Regions from separate parts of the Mus musculus genome. Here all the other regions are linked to region 1. Evidence: chromatin contacts called from public HiChIP or PLAC-seq and promoter capture Hi-C data. All regions are on one chromosome and are shown on one strand. The core of a region is the stretch at or near the end of the contact, and the rest is flanking DNA. Distances in the headings are between cores, read along the strand shown. Region 1 overlaps Gm36470 (predicted gene, 36470). Region 2 holds the start of Fam133b (family with sequence similarity 133, member B). Region 3 overlaps Cdk6 (cyclin-dependent kinase 6). Region 4 overlaps Cdk6 (cyclin-dependent kinase 6). Region 5 overlaps Cdk6 (cyclin-dependent kinase 6). Region 6 has its middle 120 kb from the start of Gm36548.

The links. Promoter capture Hi-C pulls out the DNA fragments that hold promoters and counts their contacts. HiChIP or PLAC-seq counts read pairs in DNA pulled down with a chosen protein or histone mark.
Region 2: a promoter capture Hi-C map of macrophages shows a contact between it and region 1, with 9 read pairs. The contact joins the promoter of Fam133b here to the enhancer-like site in region 1. A contact is called at or near these places in 3 of 39 promoter capture datasets (hematopoietic stem and progenitor cells, macrophages and neutrophils), 2 of 484 Hi-C or Micro-C datasets (Th1 cells and bone marrow-derived macrophages), 2 of 115 datasets of contacts at active chromatin or transcription factors (effector CD8 T cells and embryonic stem cells) and 3 of 9 other capture datasets (adipose tissue, liver and macrophages).
Region 3: a FOXA1 HiChIP or PLAC-seq map of pancreatic cancer cells shows a contact between it and region 1. The contact joins two enhancer-like sites. A contact is called at or near these places in 1 of 15 datasets of contacts at CTCF or cohesin (CD8 T cells), 4 of 484 Hi-C or Micro-C datasets (the AML12 cell line, Th1 cells and bone marrow-derived macrophages), 10 of 115 datasets of contacts at active chromatin or transcription factors (CD8 T cells, bone marrow-derived macrophages, effector CD8 T cells and 6 more) and 1 of 9 other capture datasets (embryonic stem cells).
Region 4: a BATF HiChIP or PLAC-seq map of CD8 T cells shows a contact between it and region 1, with 6 read pairs. The contact joins two enhancer-like sites. A contact is called at or near these places in 1 of 484 Hi-C or Micro-C datasets (natural killer cells), 4 of 115 datasets of contacts at active chromatin or transcription factors (CD8 T cells and embryonic stem cells) and 2 of 9 other capture datasets (adipose tissue and liver).
Region 5: a contact with region 1 is called in a BATF HiChIP or PLAC-seq map of CD8 T cells, with 7 read pairs. The contact joins two enhancer-like sites. A contact is called at or near these places in 5 of 115 datasets of contacts at active chromatin or transcription factors (CD8 T cells, effector CD8 T cells, embryonic stem cells and 1 more).
Region 6: a contact with region 1 is called in a BATF HiChIP or PLAC-seq map of CD8 T cells, with 7 read pairs. The contact joins two enhancer-like sites. A contact is called at or near these places in 4 of 115 datasets of contacts at active chromatin or transcription factors (CD8 T cells, effector CD8 T cells, pancreatic cancer cells and 1 more).

What each region holds. Positions count from the first base shown.
Region 1 is chr5:3,300,217-3,303,138 of GRCm38.p6, reverse strand. All of the region lies in intron 3 of Gm36470 (predicted gene, 36470), which reads left to right. Among named protein-coding and RNA genes, the nearest start is that of Gm36548, 31 kb to the right of the region's middle. Within about 2 kb of position 1,413, at least 154 of the 459 cell types and tissues checked have an H3K27ac peak or open chromatin away from gene starts, as enhancers often do. A contact at or near this core is called in the AML12 cell line, CD8 T cells, Th1 cells and 10 more, where this site is marked.
Region 2 is chr5:3,542,415-3,545,336 of GRCm38.p6, reverse strand. Fam133b (family with sequence similarity 133, member B) reads right to left here and starts at 1,504. Exons shown (of 11, transcript NM_001042501.1): 1 at 1,390-1,504. The coding sequence starts at 1,413.
Region 3 is chr5:3,500,154-3,503,075 of GRCm38.p6, reverse strand. The region is part of intron 5 of Cdk6 (cyclin-dependent kinase 6); the gene reads right to left. Among named protein-coding and RNA genes, the nearest start is that of Fam133b, 42 kb to the left of the region's middle. Within about 2 kb of position 1,390, at least 196 of the 459 cell types and tissues checked have an H3K27ac peak or open chromatin away from gene starts, as enhancers often do. A contact at or near this core is called in the AML12 cell line, CD8 T cells, Th1 cells and 5 more, where this site is marked.
Region 4 is chr5:3,476,235-3,479,156 of GRCm38.p6, reverse strand. All of the region lies in intron 5 of Cdk6 (cyclin-dependent kinase 6), which reads right to left. Among named protein-coding and RNA genes, the nearest start is that of Gm29868, 65 kb to the right of the region's middle. Within about 2 kb of position 1,541, at least 14 of the 459 cell types and tissues checked have an H3K27ac peak or open chromatin away from gene starts, as enhancers often do. A contact at or near this core is called in CD8 T cells, where this site is marked.
Region 5 is chr5:3,459,732-3,462,653 of GRCm38.p6, reverse strand. The region is part of intron 4 of Cdk6 (cyclin-dependent kinase 6); the gene reads right to left. Among named protein-coding and RNA genes, the nearest start is that of Gm29868, 48 kb to the right of the region's middle. Within about 2 kb of position 1,398, at least 79 of the 459 cell types and tissues checked have an H3K27ac peak or open chromatin away from gene starts, as enhancers often do. A contact at or near this core is called in CD8 T cells and effector CD8 T cells, where this site is marked.
Region 6 is chr5:3,150,911-3,153,832 of GRCm38.p6, reverse strand. No RefSeq gene overlaps it. Among named protein-coding and RNA genes, the nearest start is that of Gm36548, 120 kb to the left of the region's middle. Within about 2 kb of position 1,537, at least 196 of the 459 cell types and tissues checked have an H3K27ac peak or open chromatin away from gene starts, as enhancers often do. A contact at or near this core is called in CD8 T cells, effector CD8 T cells and pancreatic cancer cells, where this site is marked.

The sequences.
Region 1 (2,922 bases), core at 164-2,663:
GCAGGGCTGAGAGTGAAACTCCTCTGAGGACAGAGAGGAGACACGCTTTCTCCTCTCATTGTTTATTTTCATAGTAGAAGTTTGCCGGTGCAATAAGAGAAAGAAATCAAAAGCATCCTAGCAGAAGAGGGAAAAGGGAAATTGTTTCTACTGACAACAAAATTATAATTACCAAAAAGACTACGCCAAGGTACTGTTAGAAAGTTGTAGGCCAGAAAAATCAATATGTAAAAATCACTAGCATTATCTCTTGTGAGACTCTGCCAGTGCCTGACAAATATAGAAGTGGATGCTCACAGTCATCCATTGGATGGAACACAGGGCCCCTAATGAAGGAGCTAGAGAAAGTACTCAAGGAGCTTAAGGGGTCTGCAACCCTATAGGAGGAACAAAAATATGAACTAACCAGTACCCCCTCCCCCCAGAGCTGTGTCTCTAGTTGCATATGTAGCAGAGGATGGCCCAGTCAGCCATCAATGGGAGGAGAGGCTCTTGGTCTTGCAAAGATCATATGCCCCAGTACAGGGGGACGCCAGGTCCAGGAAGTGTGAGTGGATAGGTTTGGGATCAGGGCCGGAGGAGGGTATAGGGGGCTTTGGGGATAGCATTTGAAATGTAAATGAAGAAAATATCTAATTAAAAAAAAAGAAAAAAATCACTAGTGTTGATCTATGTTATCAGTGAGCCATCCAAAAAGAGAAATTGGGTGCATAATACCTTTTTTTCCCTTTTTTATTGGATATTTTCTTTATTTACATTTTAAATGTTATCCCCTTTCCCGGTTCCCCCCTTGCATCATACCATTTAGGCGAAGGGTATAAACTGAAAAGTATATAGCACCTAGGAAAATACAATTAGATGGGAACACATTCGTGTTAATGGATTGGAAGATAACCTGCATTAGATTTCGTGCTGTTCAGATGCCCACATTGCTGAAAAAAGCCCGAGAGAAGGCAGTCCCTGTCAAAATAGCAAAATGTTTTCCACAAAACAGAAAACAAAATGAAACAAAAACTAATAAATAAACAAACACTTGAAAGGACCCATAAAATGCATGGAGCAGCCAAAGTAATTTTAGTCTATACTGGAGTATTTAGGATTTTCTGTCAACATTATCACACCGTGTATAAGTCCGCCCCTTTTAAAAGTTGCAAGTATTTTATTAAGTCAAAAAACCTTTAAAAATTATTTCTTGCTTTTGAAACAATGTTCAGGCTTGTCTGAATTTCAAATTCTCCCGGATACTGTACTAAGTATTCAATATTTCAAATCCTAATCCCAGGACACTCAGTAAGTACTAAGTTTATGAGATTCCCTTTCCCAAGAAAAACGTCTCGCCTTTCCTCTTGTTCTGCGTCTGAAGGTGTCTGGGAGGATTTTGCTTGCCTACCACACACTCTTCCCTGCTGAGTCACTTAGTCTCCATCATCCCTCCCAAGTTTTCTGGCTAGTACACTTCAGCAATTCTTTCTGACTGACTTAAATTGGTTAAAGGCATCTTTTAGGGGTCTATATAAGAAGAGATAGATACTGGTTTTGTACCCATCAAAACACAATGTGAAAAACACTCCCAAATCCAGCCCCACGTCTGCATGCACAGACATGAGTTTCACACTTACAGTGAGTGTCACACATCCAGTGCATGGAAAGAATCAGAGCCATAATGTTCCTGCAGGATGGACCTAGGTTGACAGGCATTTGTTGCACTGAGCATACCTGGTCTTCAGATGGAGAACTCACCCAGAAGATTGACAGACAGTTTCTAGGGAACAGCTGAGGGAGGGGCAGGATGTGGTCACGATGATTCACAAGTGCCCCTTCCTTGCTCATCTGAGTCAGCATGCAGCCTGCTACATGGCCCCACATGGCACAGTTACGGTTCTGGGATGAGCTGTCCCAGCAAGTCTTGCCTGCTTGACTTCATTAAAGCACTCAGTGAGTTTTAGAATCCCAGTCTGCCACATGACTCTCCTCTAGATCAATATACTCCCCCTTCAAGCAATACGACAAGTGACATGTAGCCTGAAGTATTGTTGAGTGTGTTTGCGGTTGGGCTCATTGGATCCGTAACGTAAGTGGCCTCTGTGAGCTTGGACGCAGCCTGCTGTAGTTCTTGATCGTCTAAGTGTTGCAACTAAGGCGACGAGGCTCCGATCTCTTCTTGTCACCTCAGACTTGTGATTTTGTAAGTGCATATGTACTGTCACTTTCTGGCTCAGAGCATGAATCATGTGCCCATGACATAGTTTGTACAGTGAGAACTGAACAGCACTGTGCTGCTGTTGCTCACTGCAGAAGTCACAGCAGGGCTGTAAGATGGCTTTTTTCGTATAGCCTTCATTTTGGTTACGCTTCCCCCAACCCATCATTTCCCCATCCCCCACCTTGCCCATGTTTGAACCTAGAAAAGTAAATTTTTTCTTTTTCTTTTTTTTTTTTTTTTTTTTTTTGAGACAGGGTTTCTCTGTGTAGCCCTGGCTGTCCTGGAACTCACTTTGTAGACCAGGCTGGCCTTGAACTCAGAAGTCCACCTGCCTCTGCCTCCCAAGTGCTGGGATTAAAGGTGTGCGCCACCACTGCCAGGCCAGGAAAGTAAATCTTGATATCAGGAGGTCTTCTCTATTTGTCCTTGGATTAGGAGCAGTAGTTTGGGCCTCCTGGAAAGAAGAGATCATCGTATCTTAGCCTCAATATGTTTTAGTGCAATGAAGCAATCAAAGGTGACATAGAATTTTTTTATGGCTCTTTTGCGTAATTTATGCTTGTTTGCTTCAAGCAGCTCTGAATGTTTTGTTTTACTTCATTTGAGTTTAACATATGTATTGGAAAAGATTAAATCGTAGGTTTACTGCTAGTTACCCAAAGGGAGTTGTTGAACATGGCTGGCATCACAGAGTCCAAGCTCATGCTTCTGACAGTGTT
Region 2 (2,922 bases), core at 255-2,754, 240 kb before region 1:
CATTAGTAACGTGTCTAAAGACACACTATGCACAGTATCATAGGATTATGTGATTCCTGAAAGATAACTGCACGTTCACCTGTATCTCTACGGTGGGGGATGTTGATGATGGAGAAGCTGTCTATGTGTGGGACCAGGATGTATAGGATAGCTGTGGTTTAAAAGTCCTGTTAAAAAGTGAGACTTTGGGGCTGGTGGTGGTGTGGGGGGCTGGGGGAGATATCAAGATCCATGAGGACTGAACCAAGTAGCAAATGATACAAGTTCTGGTCACAGTTTAAGCATCCTTACCCTGCCCTAAGTATTAGTTCTCCATTACATCTCCAACACCTCCCACCTTTTGATGTAATGTTTTCAGTCTTAGAATCTTTTAAGTGCAAACAAAATGCTACTAGAACATATTGTGCGATGACAACAGAACAGAACAGTACAGAGCTGTCAACACCCTCCAGTAAACGAGACTAATTTCATAGGTTTTGAAAATGCCTTAAGGAATGTGTAAATAAAAATTTCCAGTAAAATGAAAGTCTGGATTTCAGTAAGAAACTGTAATAATGTCTGTAAGCAAGCCTATAATCTTTAAAACAACGATAGCATCATTAATAACAACAAAACAAAACAGAAAAATCTCCAGGAATCAGGTGAGATGTGTCTGAGGACATTAATAGTCCAAGCACTATGTCGAACTCTGGATGCCCACACACATAGACCATTTCAACTGGTCTATTCTATTCTATTCATCTCAACTCCATTCATTCTACGGTCTCGTCCTGAAGCCAGGAGGAAAGTACATTCCTGCACAGTGCGAGCAAGGTTAGTGGCCACCGAGCTTCCACGACAGAACCACAAGAAACTAAAACGGACGTTTTTTGTTGTTGTTGTTGTTGTTTTTTGTTTTGTTGTTGTTGTTGTTTTTAAGACAGAGCGGGGAACACTGTCATTTCCCGGGCAGCTCTTTAGGTACCCACTCGCGTTCGCTTGGGCAGTTGCCTTTGTGGTCAAGCGGTGACTAAGGAGGACTCCCATTCCCACAGGTAGAAACTTGGGTTCAGAAGTCACTAACTTCCGAGGGCACTGGAGTCTAGAGTACCCCAAAGCCCTCATCCCTGTCCCCCACCCCCATCCCCGTGGTCCCGCTGCGCTGGGTCTGGGCCTCTCGGCACCGGCGGCTCCGGCTCACAGCCCTTACCGCTGCGGGGCGACAGGCCCCAGGGTCGGCCGAGCAGGACGCTGAGGACCGGCAAGGCGCACGCGCATCGCACGGCGCGGGGTCTCGGGGCCCCAAGTGCGACGCGGCCGCCAGCCCCGCCGCGACGGGCGACGGCTTCCGCTCGTTCGCCTGCCGCCCGGCCCCGCCTCACTGCTCCGTTTTCCCCGCCGAATACTCACCACGCGATTATCCCGTTTCCCCATGGTGGCCGGCTGAAGGCGCGGGAAGCCGCCGAGGGAGCAGGCCCGAGAAGAAGCCGAAGCGGCCCGCCGCGAGTCCTCTTACCACCTCTATGCCCCGCCCAGAGAGCGGCGCCCCGCCAATCCGGGGAGACCGTATGCGCCACGGCGCCCCCTGGTGGTGCGGAGGACAGCCCGGCGCTAGCGACCGCCTGCGGTTCCCAGGAGCTGCAGCAGGATTCCTGTGACCCACTTAACCATTCCTGAGCAGGACCCACTCTGTAGTCAAATCGGTAACTCAGTTCCTGGGTATCCAATGCCCTCTTCTGACCTTTGTGGGTACCAGGCACACGCACTGCACACCTGTAGGCAAACACATAAAGTAAGTCTAATGGAAAAAATTGTCATAAAACTTAAAAAAATGAGTCTGGGACCAGTCAAATATAGTTAAGACATAATCCTTATCTTTAAGGGGTGTGTTTATTAACTCATAGGGGGAGATAAACACACACAGGTTAGACTTTACTGCTTTGGTGCTATGGGATTATCTGGATTGGACTTAAACTTCAGAAGTGGTCTAGACTCTAGAGACTAATTAATACACCATATTCTCTGACTATTCACAGGCTTAGAAAAAGTGACTTATGGATTCATGTCAACATGAATGCATCAGGAATAAAATCGATCAGAATCCTTTCTGAAATTTTAGAAAATGGAAATATGGGACTTTCATTATACTGAAGAAAATCCTTTAGCCTTTCCCCAGACCTCATGGATATGAGGTGAGGGGTGGGTGGGTAGACATCATGAGTTTGAGGCTATTTTGAGCAACAAAGTAAGTCCAAGTCTGATCTGGGTAACTTAGACATTGTGTAAAGTAAAATTCAAAGGGAAAAAGGCTGGTATATGCTGCAGGATATGTGATCACACTGTGAAACCTGAGATTGTATTATTTACTAAAAAACAGTTGTTTCTAGTTGTGGTATGACTCAGCACTTAGAACACAGTTTTAATCCCAAACAGTGAAGGTAAAGTTAGTTTGTAGAAGGAAGCACCCATATTTGAAAGTTATGTGTAATTGAGTGGCAGACAAAGTGATGAATCAGAGAACAACCTGACAAAATAGACTATATAGAATATGCCCAACTGTCAGGAGAGAGGCAGTGAAGCCACTTAGGAGAGCAGTGCAGAGAGAAAGCGAGGAGAGAGGCAGTTTTACTGAGATGGGTTGAAAAGAGAACAAGCTAGACACGGGTGAAGACAGAATGAGTCAGAGAGTGAGAAGGAGCCAGAAGATTAGAACAGGTTGCCAGAGTTAACTCGGGGCCAATCAGAGCAATTCAGTCAGAAAGTGAGAGAAGCCAGTTAGAACCAGTCAGCTTGGAGAGGAATTTGAGCCAGAACAGCTGAATTGAACCAGCCAGTCAGAGTTCAGAAAGAACAAGAGAGGGTGAATATTTTCAGCAGTAACTTATCAGAGCCTGTAAAACATTCTAGGCCTATATTAGATTGCACAGAGGCTTCCAGGACCAG
Region 3 (2,922 bases), core at 141-2,640, 200 kb before region 1:
GCCCATGGCATTCCTTAGAACTTTCAGACTGTCTAGATGAAACAGGCCCATTTGAATGCTTTCCCCCCTCCCCTTCAGTGATAGCTGAAGAATGTAGTTTTTCATGGGTGGACACACTGGGTATGTGACAGATGTAAATTCAGATACAGACAAAACACCAGCTACATGATTCAGACTCTGTACCATGCTTCCCCAGATCTTACTTCAGCAGGGGTCAAACAGAGGAACGCTGGTGTTTGACAACTGTCTTGAGTCATCAGAGGAAGTTCCTAGCGTTCGGATGTGCTTGTTGAAATAACCCTGGTGAACAAAGCCAGCCTCCCCCTTCCCCCCACACTTCCCCTCATCCCTGTGGGCCAGTGAGGTTTTCATTTTAGGAAATGGAAGTGTCAATGTGGACAAACTGTCCTGAGGTATTTATAGCGGAGTGTGTCATTTTCTTAAACTGCCTTCAAACCAGGTAATATGTGAATGGAAAGGGGATCTGAATTTCTTCCACTCTTTCGTGCCATCTGAACAGAACTGCGCTGAGGCTCCCTTACACTTAATGGCTCTCGGCTTTGTCTTTTGAGACTGGGTCCCTCACTTATAAAACTCATCTAAAAAGCTCAGGGAATCCTCTGGGACCCACGTCTCCAGTACCAGGATTTCAGGAGTAAGGTACCAGATCCAGTTTCTGTGTGGGTGCTAGGGAGCCAAGATTAAATTCTCATGCTTGCCTAACAATTCTCATGCTTGCCTAACCTTCTTGACTGGGGGAGCTCCCAACCCCAACGTTTTAAATTTTTAAAAAAGTGTCATTTTGAGTGTGAGAGTGTTTGTGCACGTGAGTCTGTGCCCAGGAAGCCCAGGGAGGCCATGGATGCCAGTTTATAGCATCTGCAGGGTGCCAGGTTTGCTCCTGCACAATCAACACCTCAGAAAGTTAGCTGTTGTTCTGCCTGGGTCCTCCTGATCATGGGATGTTTTAAGTGGAAAGGAGGAAAAAAAAAACAAAAAACAAAACAAAAGGAAAAGGGACCCTTGAAGGCTTATAAGCAGAGTCTGTTTTATATTCATGGTGAGGAGACTCTGACCCTCCCAGGAAGGCTCTAAAGGTTAAAAACCACGAGGTAGTAAATAAAACAGAACTACTGTTCGAATCAGCTCTCAGGGCGATGATTCACTGCACTGGCTCATCCTTGGGAAATCACCTACTAAGTGGAATTTAGCAGTGAAGGTGTTATTTTTGGTGCATGATTTATTGCTCCCCCACCCACCCCCTGGGGATTGAATCTAGCTTTGCCAGGCGGAAGTGCTGTCTCTCGAGGGGGACAGGACTGTGTCCACTGCTGAGGCTCTAGGATACTGAATCATGTAACGGGAAAGCCACAGAAGCCAAGAGACTAGATGACCCGGGCTCCTAACACTGGCTCTGTAACTGATTAACACAGCAAGGAGAGCAAGTGGGTACTTAACCTCTGCTCATCTGTAAAAACCCGTTGTCTCAGCTTCTGACCATGCTGTGGCACAGACCAGAGTACTATAAAATTAATAAACCACACGAACAAAGCAGTTAGCACCGTGGAAGGGCAGAAAAGTCTGCCTGGCGGAAGCAACCCTGCCAGGAAGGTGGCAAATGCAAGACATTCCCACTCGCTCCAAAACCTCTCATTCTCTGTTAATCTCACAGCACCCTTTCCCTTCCCCCAACTTCCTTGGTTTCATTATGACTAATTTTGCAAGGAAGATTTAATACTGGTGTTTTGCTCCTTTCCCTGGACCAAATCTCTCTAGGTTTAATTCACCCATGGTGCTCTGCTATGCTGTTTACAAAGGTCACCAGATAACTTTAGAGCCGCTACAATCTGGAAAATGACATGCACAGGAACAGGTATATTCCCTGTCATCTGCCTAAAGAAATAAGGCTTACCAGCTGCCACCGCCCCTGCCACCAACCAGCTGCCACCGCCCCTGCCACCAACTCCTCTTGCACACTCTCCTTATATTGATGGAGACACACTGAGACTCTGAGAGATTACATAGCTAACCGAAGGTCTGACATTATGGCCATTTAAAAAAATCTCTTCAGAGAACATTTACCTAATGTTCAAAACTCATTACTGAATTTTGTTTGGATCCTGACAATACAACTATCAACAAAACATAGTCATTTCTGAATATATTAACAGAGTTTTGTTAGCAGATGTGAACATTTTTTGTTTATGTTTGTTTACCAGTGGTAGTGTTTCCATGAATTTCTTTCTCAATCTGCAGCGCTGACACTGAGCCCAGATAATCTAGCTTAGAGAAATGAGATGAAAATCATGAATTATGATTTTAGGGGGGAGGGTAGGGTAGGGTAGGGGAGGTGGCTCAGCAGTTAGAATGCTTGCCGAATAAGCACAAGAATCGGAGTTGAGATGTTCAAAACCTACTTAAATGTAGGGTGGGTGAGGCAGCCTTGGAGGGTGGAGGCAGAGAAGCCACAGAGCTAGTGAGATCATGGACCTTAGAAAAGAGTCTATTACCTCCACTTCGCTAGACCGGAATGATTTCTTACTACAATCTGAATCTTATCCTATACCCACAGATAAATGTAACTGCCACCCCTCAAAGAGGTCTCTCTTCACAGCAGATGAAGAGTATCACAGAAAACAACTGGGCGCAAGGCAAAGATCAATGGAGCATGGGGAGCCAAGTGCCACAGCTACACCACAGCTCCCGAATCAGTGGCTCAGGAACATGGAGGAAGAAGGATGGAAATGTTTTAAGAGTCAGAATACCAAGAAGCCAGCACTGAAACAGTTTCTCCTGGGAATGGATGCATAAAGAAGACCAGAAAACCAGAAGTATCCATAGTCATATTAATCTGGAAAGGAGAAAGTTTCACAGGATCCTACTCACCAAACAAAAAAACACTGGCAACTAATGGTTGCTGGG
Region 4 (2,922 bases), core at 292-2,791, 180 kb before region 1:
TCCACACCCAACGGCTTCTCAGGACAAGCATGTTTTTCAAATTCATGTAAAGCTACGCAGTAAGAGTTGCCCAGATATAGCTGTCTCTTGTGAGACTATGCCGGGACCTAGCAAACACAGAAGTGGATGCTCACAGTCAGCTATTGGATGGGTCACAGGGCCCCCAATGGAGGAGCTAGAGAAAGTACCCAAGGAGCTATAGGGAACTGCAACCCTATAGGTGGAACAACAATATGAACTAACCAGTACCCCGGAGCTCTTGTCTCTAGCTGCATATGTATCAAAAGATGGTCTCGTTGGCCATCAGTGGAAAGAGAGGCCCATTGGACTTGCAAACTTTATATGCCCCAGTACAGGGGAATGCCAGGGCCAAAAAGGGGGAGTGGGTGGGTAGGGGATTGGGGGGGTGGGTATGGGGGACTTTTGGGATAGCATTGGAAATGTAAACGAGGAAAATACCTAATTAAAAAAAAAAGAGTTGAAAACTCAACACTGATTAGAGTGTGAAAGTATCTGCTTGTTCTCAGACTGAGCTATCCTGGATCTGTCTATCGCTCTATCAAGACTGGTCCCCTTTACCTGGGTTCCGTATCTAATAGGATGCTCCTTTAAAGTTCTTTAAATAAAGACCAAGAAGACAGGAGGCAGAAAGCCTAGCTGCGTAAGAGCCTGAAGCTCTGCACGCAAGTTCTGACCGAGCCGGAGGTGGCAGGTTTTCTCACCTCCTGGTGCCTGGGCATCTGTGACAGCCAGTCAAGCCCTTCGTTTCCTTGAGGTCACTAGGAGAGTACAATATGGATGCCCACCAACACAGCAAGGGAGGGGAAAATTGGCAAGGCGCTCAGTAACATTTTAGACATTTGCTCACTGGCCTTCAAGCCACAAAGGACAGTTATAAACTGTTAGCTTCTGCTAGTGGGTATTTAATTCATAGAAATCAATGACGACAAGTCTAGAGAAGCCACCAGACAACGAGTAATATTATCATGAAGTTTGTTTCCTGCGAACAGTGACAGTATTTGTTATATTTTTCTTGGTGGCATTTGGCACTTTGTAGCTAAGGACCAGCAGGGCTGGCAACCCAGAATTTCTAAGAATTCCTATCTGCTCACCACAATCTCCATATTCAAAGAATTTGTAGCATATTCTATTCTGTTTCAATGTACACTCTCTTTTATACCTTTGCTTTAACCTGGAAAACCCCATAACTTTCAAACGAGAAACTAACAGTTCTGGCCAGGACCACAAAGCAACTACTAGGTACCCAGAGAGTGGAGATGAGTAGTTGATCTTGCCGCAGAGTTAAATACCACTCTATTCCTGTCCCCACATCTCCCCCTAGCCCTCCCATCACTTTAACTACATGGCTACTGACCAGATCTCTGACTGTTTTAGCACAATACACATCTCAACGTGACATCAAGATGGTTTACTTACAAAGGAGAGAGAAGGGAGATTAAAAAGAATATAGCTCTAATCCGTGTTATCCACTCTGTAGAATGCTTCTGTGGGTCAGTGCAGGCAATTATTAAACTCAGATAATACTGACAGATGGTATTTAACTTTCTGGCTATTTGGCAACCATCTGCCCTAAGACTCTCTTTATTGAGTTTGTATTTCCTAGGCATCAGTTTTAGAATAGAAAGCATGTAACTCTTGATAATGTGACAGAGAATCAATCAGCCTTTCGAACGCTGGGGAAAGTGGAAATCGAGGGCATTGACTATGTGATCTGCTCTTTCGCCTCTAAAATGTCATTGTTGTTCTCTTGTAGCAATACATAAAATACTATAGAAAAAAAAGCTCTTGTATGTTTGGTGTTGTCAAGAGCAAAAACCTAACAGAGTAGAGCAATTGGCAGCTATAGTATCAGGACGACTTGGATTCAAACCTGGCTCTGCTGTGTAATAGTTGGTGTTCCCGAACAAGTTATTTGCCCTACTTGTGGAAGATTCCATGTCTCTACCCTCTGAATATGGCATGGTGAGGTAACTCCTGAAGGAGACAGCCCCGGGCTTGGAAGACCAGAAGTGTTTCACTCACCTGCCTTCTTTGCTTCTGGGAAGGATGCCAAATATTGCTCATACAAAAATGATTATTCCTCAAAGATTTTATACAAACAAGTAGGATGCGACCTCTGGGCTTTCACTGAGAATTCTTTGAAATTCTTCTTCTTCTCCTTCTTCTTTTTAAAAGATTTATTTATTTTATGTATATGAGTACACTGTAGCTGTCTTCAGACACATCAGAAGAGGCATCGGATCCCATTACAGATGTTTGTGAGCCACCATGTGGTTGCTGGGAATTGAACTCAGGACCTCTGGAAGAGCAGTCAGTGCTCTTAACCGCTGAGCCATCTCTTCAGCCCCCCGTACAGTTTTTATACCAACCCACAGCACCCATCCCTCACCAGCCAGTTCTGCTTAACGAACTCATCACACACTCAATGAGTTTCTTTTTTACTAGGATTTATATGGTCATGTCTCGGGAGTGACCCTCTCATATAGCAACCATTCTACAGGGAGTTGTATTTTAGGGTTTAGTTGTATTTTAGATACACTCAGCTGGTGATGTATGAGGCCATTTTGGTGGATGGTCATGGGCAGCTTTCTTCCTTCCTTCCTTCCTTCCTTCCTTCCTTCCTTCCTTCCTTCCTTCCTTCCTTTCTTTCTTTCTTCCTTTCTTTCTTTCTTTTTCCGAGATAAGGTTTCTCTGTGTAGCCCTGGCTGTCCTGGAACTCACTCTGTAGGCCAGGCTGGCCTCGAACTCAGAAATCCACCTGCCTCTGCCTCCCGAGTGCTGGGATTAAAGGCATGTACCACCACGCCTGGCCATGGGGAGCTTTCTAATAATCTTGATATTTATATAGATTCTAATGTCTATCAGCTAAATAAATTACTGGTTTACCAAGGCTGTGGTTTT
Region 5 (2,922 bases), core at 149-2,648, 160 kb before region 1:
CCTTCTATGAAGCTGCTTCTTCTTCTTCTTCTTCTTCTTCTTCTTCTTCTTCTTCTTCTTCTTCTTCTTCTTCTTCATCTTCTTCTTCCTCCCCTCTCCCTTCTCTCTTCTCCCTTCTCCTTCTTCTTGCCTTATCTCAGGGTACGGACAGGGGTAGGGAAAAGGGAAAGGAAATATCCGTGAAGCATGGCAGACATTAAAGTTCCATGTTGGGCTAACCAGCTCGTGCTGTATATAACCTCCAGTTTGATGTTTGATGAAGCACCATGGCCTGCTTCCAGCAACAGGGAAGGGCAGATGGACAGAGAGAGACATCTGAGAGCAAGGAGCTGGTGGCTGGCAGCGCCAGGAACAGAAGCAGGACTGGGACCTGTGACTCAGGTTCACTGTCACTATGCAAGTCACTGACTTCAGATCTTCCTTCCCTTTGGGGAAGGAGAAGGGTGCTGGGGACTAAACTCAGGCCTGCACACGTGCTAAGTTCTGTTATCAGACCTATTTTGATCCCCCCCCCTTTTGAGATAGAATCTTGGGTATGTAGCCCGGGCTAGCCTAGAACTTTCTATGTAGACCAGGCTGGACTAGAACTTGCAGCGATCCTTCTGCCCTGCCTCCAGAGTGCTGGGATTGCTGGCATGCACCATCACAGCTGGTTCAGTCGTTCCCTTTTAGGGTTTTTGTTTAATTATCACTTTTAAACAATGTGGTTTTTGTTTGTTCTGTTTTTGTTGTTACTGTTGTTGTTTTGTTTTTAAAGTCAATATTTCTAGAGCACTGTATGTTTATCAGAAAGCTGATGAGAACAAGGGATCTTCCTACGATACTTATATCCAAAAGGTTTTCACTAAAATGGTGTATGGATGAGCAAGGGTCCTGGAGAGAGGGGAAGGAAGAACTGCTTAGCCAAAATGCTCTGCACGGGGCTGGCAGCCTGCTACGCCAGGCGCGCTTCTCTTGGCCTTTTCTGTACCACTACCCTTCCACCCAACCTTGTTCTCCTTTTCCAGTCTTCTATCTCTGCAAATGAAATCACTAACCAGTTCCTCGAGTCAGGCTCTTCCTCAAACTCACCCCTCACCCAGTTACAGACTTGACAACACGGCAGCTCACAGAGGACTGGAGCTGGAGAAACAGGCGATGGAAGACACAGCTTGGAAGTCCAATTTGAAAGTTGCTTAAACAAGAAAAGGGCCTGATGTGTTATCTGTATATCCTTAGACTTTCAGGAAATACAGAAAGGAAAATTAAACAAACACGATCCTACACTTAACATTAACATATTTTTAGAATTTAAAATTATTCTCAGGTATCTTTTGTAAGCAGAGAGGAAGGAAGGACCACTGTAAAGGAATCCCTTAATAGATGACTGCAGAGTACGAGTTCTCTTACTGCTCAGGGGCTGCAACCCTTCTCTTGAAACCGTCTCGGTTTCTAGGAAGAACCACACGAATACCAAGGACTTTACAAAGCGTTTCTAAGTACATCCGCTATCAGGAGAGAGACCTGTGTGACAATAAAAGGCAGCAGAAGGTTTCTCACCTAGGCCGGGGCTAGCTGCAGCGTGCTTGGGGGCACTGTGGTTGCTGCATGCAAACACTGCTGGAAAGAAGAAGTACCAGCCCAAGGCCATGCTAAGCTCGGCTTTGACCTCAGAGCTAATTCAAAGGAAAGGCCTTTCCATTTACAAACATTTCAGAGAATACTGCTGCTTTCTAGAAATGTGTGGCAGGTAGTTTCCTTATCCTTAAGGCTGATGGGTGGAGACAGGATTACAGTGGTACCCAAGGAAACATGAAGACTGCAGAGAGCATTGTTTATCATCCAGGAGATGAAAAGGTCCCTTTAGTGATCACTGCAGATACTTAATATAGAGATGACCCTCATATGTGGCCAAAGTACAAGTAGGGCCTAGTGATAACCTCTCTGAAAGTCTTGTGGAACATTCTGAAACAACTAACAGTCCACTGCTCTGTATTCCCACACTATACCTCCCTCAGTTCTTGCTCTGATACCTGGTGTGACCACAAGAATCTACTTCTACCTCTGTGTTACTCCCACTGCGCCTAATTCTATAATGACACTGCTTACTTTCAGATCCCCAATCTTGCTGTGCGGCTGATTATCTGTTACTACAACACAGTAACCAAAATAATTGGGTTATAAGAGAAAAAGGTTTATTTGTGCCGCACAGCATTGAGGGATCTAGTCCATGATAGGTTGGCCCTTCTCGTCTGGGCTGGTGGTGAGGCGGTGTCATGGCAGGAACATGTGAAGCTGAAAGCTGCTCACAATGAGAACGGAGGAGCAAAAGGAACCTGAAGGTGGAAGGTGTCCTACCATCACTCTCAAGGGCATGCCCCAATAGACACCCCCTCCCCGCGACCTTCTAAAGGTCCCATAGCTTCCCACCTTGGGAGCCAGTCTTTAACACTCTACCTCTAGGGGTCTCTGAGGTTGCTACTATATTTAGCATATAGCAGTCACTAAAAAGCTGTCAGATATGTGATCAAGAAAAACATTTCTCCGAAAATGCTCCCCAACCCCAACAAATTCAAAATCAGACAAACAAAACCAAACAACAGCAGCCCTAGCAGCAGCAACAGCAAAAACAACAACAAAACCCGAAAAAGATCGGCAACACACCAAACCAGAGAGTGAAGAATAGTCTGTCTTGAGGTATTTATGAAGGTATAGAAAATGTTCTAGAGTCACAAATATGGCCCCCTAAATCAATTTTATTATCTCATCTTAAAAGAAAATCTCTTGTAGATAGGCTGTTAGAAGCAGCCTGTAGTCTCTGCTCTCAGGAGGCAGAGGCAGGAGGATTGCTAGAAGTCTGAACCTGGTCTGGTCTACACAGCCAGGTTTTGAGACCCTACCTCAGAAAACTAAACCAAATCAACCAAACAAAAGCCTCGTGTA
Region 6 (2,922 bases), core at 288-2,787, 150 kb after region 1:
TCTTGAGGGTTAGGTGCATCATCTCTGAATGAACACAGACCTGACAGTCCTCTGCTGTATGCCTGTTGGGGGCCTCATATCAGCTGGTGTATGCTGTCTGTTTGGAGGTCCAGTGTTTGAGAGATCTCCGGGGTTCAGATTAATTAAGACTGCTGGTCCTCCTACAGGGTTGTCCTTCTCCTCAGCTTCTTTCAGCCTTCCCTAATTCAACAACAGGGGTCAGCTGCTTCTGTCCAATGGTTTGGTCAAATATCTGAGTCTGACTCTTTCAGCTGCAAGCTTGCTTTTCAATGCATCCCTGGATACATCTCCCTGCCCTTGTTGACGTCCAGCCCACTGTCCATCTGTGTATGTCCAACTCCCCTTGACCCCTCCAAAGCAGATTTTACTGCTTATATAACTTTGGGACTGGTGGGGCATAGCCTTTAAAAAAAATTATGACTTTCCTGAGCCTTGTAAGTTTCTTATATTATCTGGGCCTTGTGTGTTTCTTTTATTGCATTTTATGAATTTCACTTACTTCCTCCATGTAAGAGGTAATGTTTTAATTTGAGGAGATAGTTTCATAACCAAGAGAGATGCACTGATGGGCTGGGAAACCTTTGGACCAACCATTTCAACAAGGAGAAGAACAAGACAAAACCCGGAGAGTATCTACATTGGCCAAATAAAACAGAGTAATAAAATTGATTAGCTACCAACTTCATGATATCATATCTTATCATCTGAATGATTTAAAACTGTCTCAAAGATTCTCAAATCATGAAACCTTAAAGGCTTTTCCTGTATCTGTTGTTGTGTGTAGGTCTAAGTGCCTACATCTTTCCCACGCCCAGTCTTACTGCAGACAACCTGGTTATAGGAAAAAAACAAAGTTGAATTTCAAATTAATTTCTGTAGACATCCAACTATCGGAATACAACAAGGATAGATACAATAAAATTGCACACATCCAGAATGATTCTCGTCTTGCGCGCGCGTGCGCATGTGTGTGTTTTCATTTCTACGTGATAGCACTTGATTGACTCTTTGCAAGAAACACTGAATTAATTTCCCGGGCTTCCGAGGTCCACACAGTCAGCCACATACTAAAACAATCATTCTAGGTGGAGACTTTGGTCTGTTAGCCTTACAAAGAGGGCATCCGGGAAATGAGACAGTTCCCAGAAGGGTGACCAACTCTCACGTGTTGAGGGCACCTCCTTTTGTTCCCCAGCTGCTGCCACCCACCATCTCACTTGAGAGGCCCAGCAAGTTTGTCCCCAGGCAGGCCAAGCAGAGGTGCGGGAACATAAAACACATTCCAGCGGTTGGCATCTGGGCGAGCAGCTGCCAAGCACAGTCAGCGTGTGGCCGCGGGGACTACGGAGGCAGAGCCCACACCAGCACCGCCCTCGGAGAGCTGGCTGCATGCAGGCTTGGCTCTGCAGGCTCCATCTGCTCTCCCCACAACCCTGCCACCCCGCCCAGAGCATCAGTCTTATCTCAAAAGTTTGGGAAGTGTGCCCAGGGGGTTGGCATCTTTTTGTGGGGCAAGTGCGTGGTGTGCAGCTTTGGCACTCCGGATCTCGGGAGAGGAGGTGGTGCGGTGGGGAGAGTATTTCACATACCGCGGTGACTATGACTCAGGGAGAAGGGAAACCCCAGAATTACCACAAAGCCATCCAAATCCAGGCTTGGCCTCACCAGTCAGCTAAGAGCGATTCTGTTTCATCTGGTTTCAGGGCGGGTGTTTGTGTCTGTGTATACGTATGCATATTTCTGAGAATGAATTCTTCTCCCGGTTTTCTTCTTTGAAAATAGATTGCGGGTTGGGGGCAGGGAGCTCGTAATGCCTATTAGAACTTCAAGAGATTGGTTTTCACAGGACAGCGCTTCAGAAAGGAGTCCCTGAAATTATCTGGTAGCCGCTTCTCAGCGACATTTTCTGTGGATTCACTTTAACATTTCAGTCCTTTTGAAAGCTACTATGGTTAAATTAACCAAAATCGAAATTTAAAAAAAAGTTCCTAGATTCTTCCAGGCCTACTTCACATCATCAAATCAGGCCCCGCTGGAGGTCCCATTAAAATGGCAGCTCCCACTGAGAGAGAGACAAAAGCCCCTCACTGAATGGGGATGCTGGAATAGTGATGGACTTTCAGAACAGCTTTTTTTTTTAATCCATCAAAAAAAAAGTTACCTCTGCATCGACTGTGAGAGAGTATTTATTTAGCTCTCCACACTGTGGGAAATGAAGGCTGTCTCCCTGATAAGGACACCAGCCTTTCTTGGGAGAGGAGAGAAATAGGAAGCTGTAACATGGCTGAACAAATTCCTCCTTGCAACAGAAATCGTGGGATGTTTCAGATGTGAACAGCTAAATTTTGGTGTGGTTTGGGACAAATTAATATGACTCAAATCTCACCTCACACCGGAGGCTGCTTCTAAGGAAGGGGGTGGGATGAATGCATTCATGTTCCTCAAAGTTCTGGCCAACGCTGTCTCCATTAAATTTAAATGTGGCTCCCTCTTCCCCCCCCCCCTCCACAAGAAAGTGATTTAAAAAGAAATGGGGACACCGAGAACAAACTAAAAATATATCTAAACAGCTTAGCTGTGTGCCAAGAAGGCTCAACACATGACTATGTGATATCCTAGGCTACATGAATGGTGTTTTTTTTCTTTTGTTTGCTTGTTTTGTTTTGTTTTATGTGACAAACTAAAATCTCCTGACCTTTGATTTGAGGCTAACTATGTTAGCATGTTCAGTGTTCCCCAGTGCTTCCCATGCAGTCCCAACAGCTGTTATTTCAATTATGCAGGCCTAAGGACTCACAAGAAAGTATTGTCTGATGTTCCAGATGATGGCCTGCACTGTCATCTTAATCTATGAACAAGCCCGGCCCAGGGGGGATGCTTAGTTTGTAGCAGGGAAGGTCA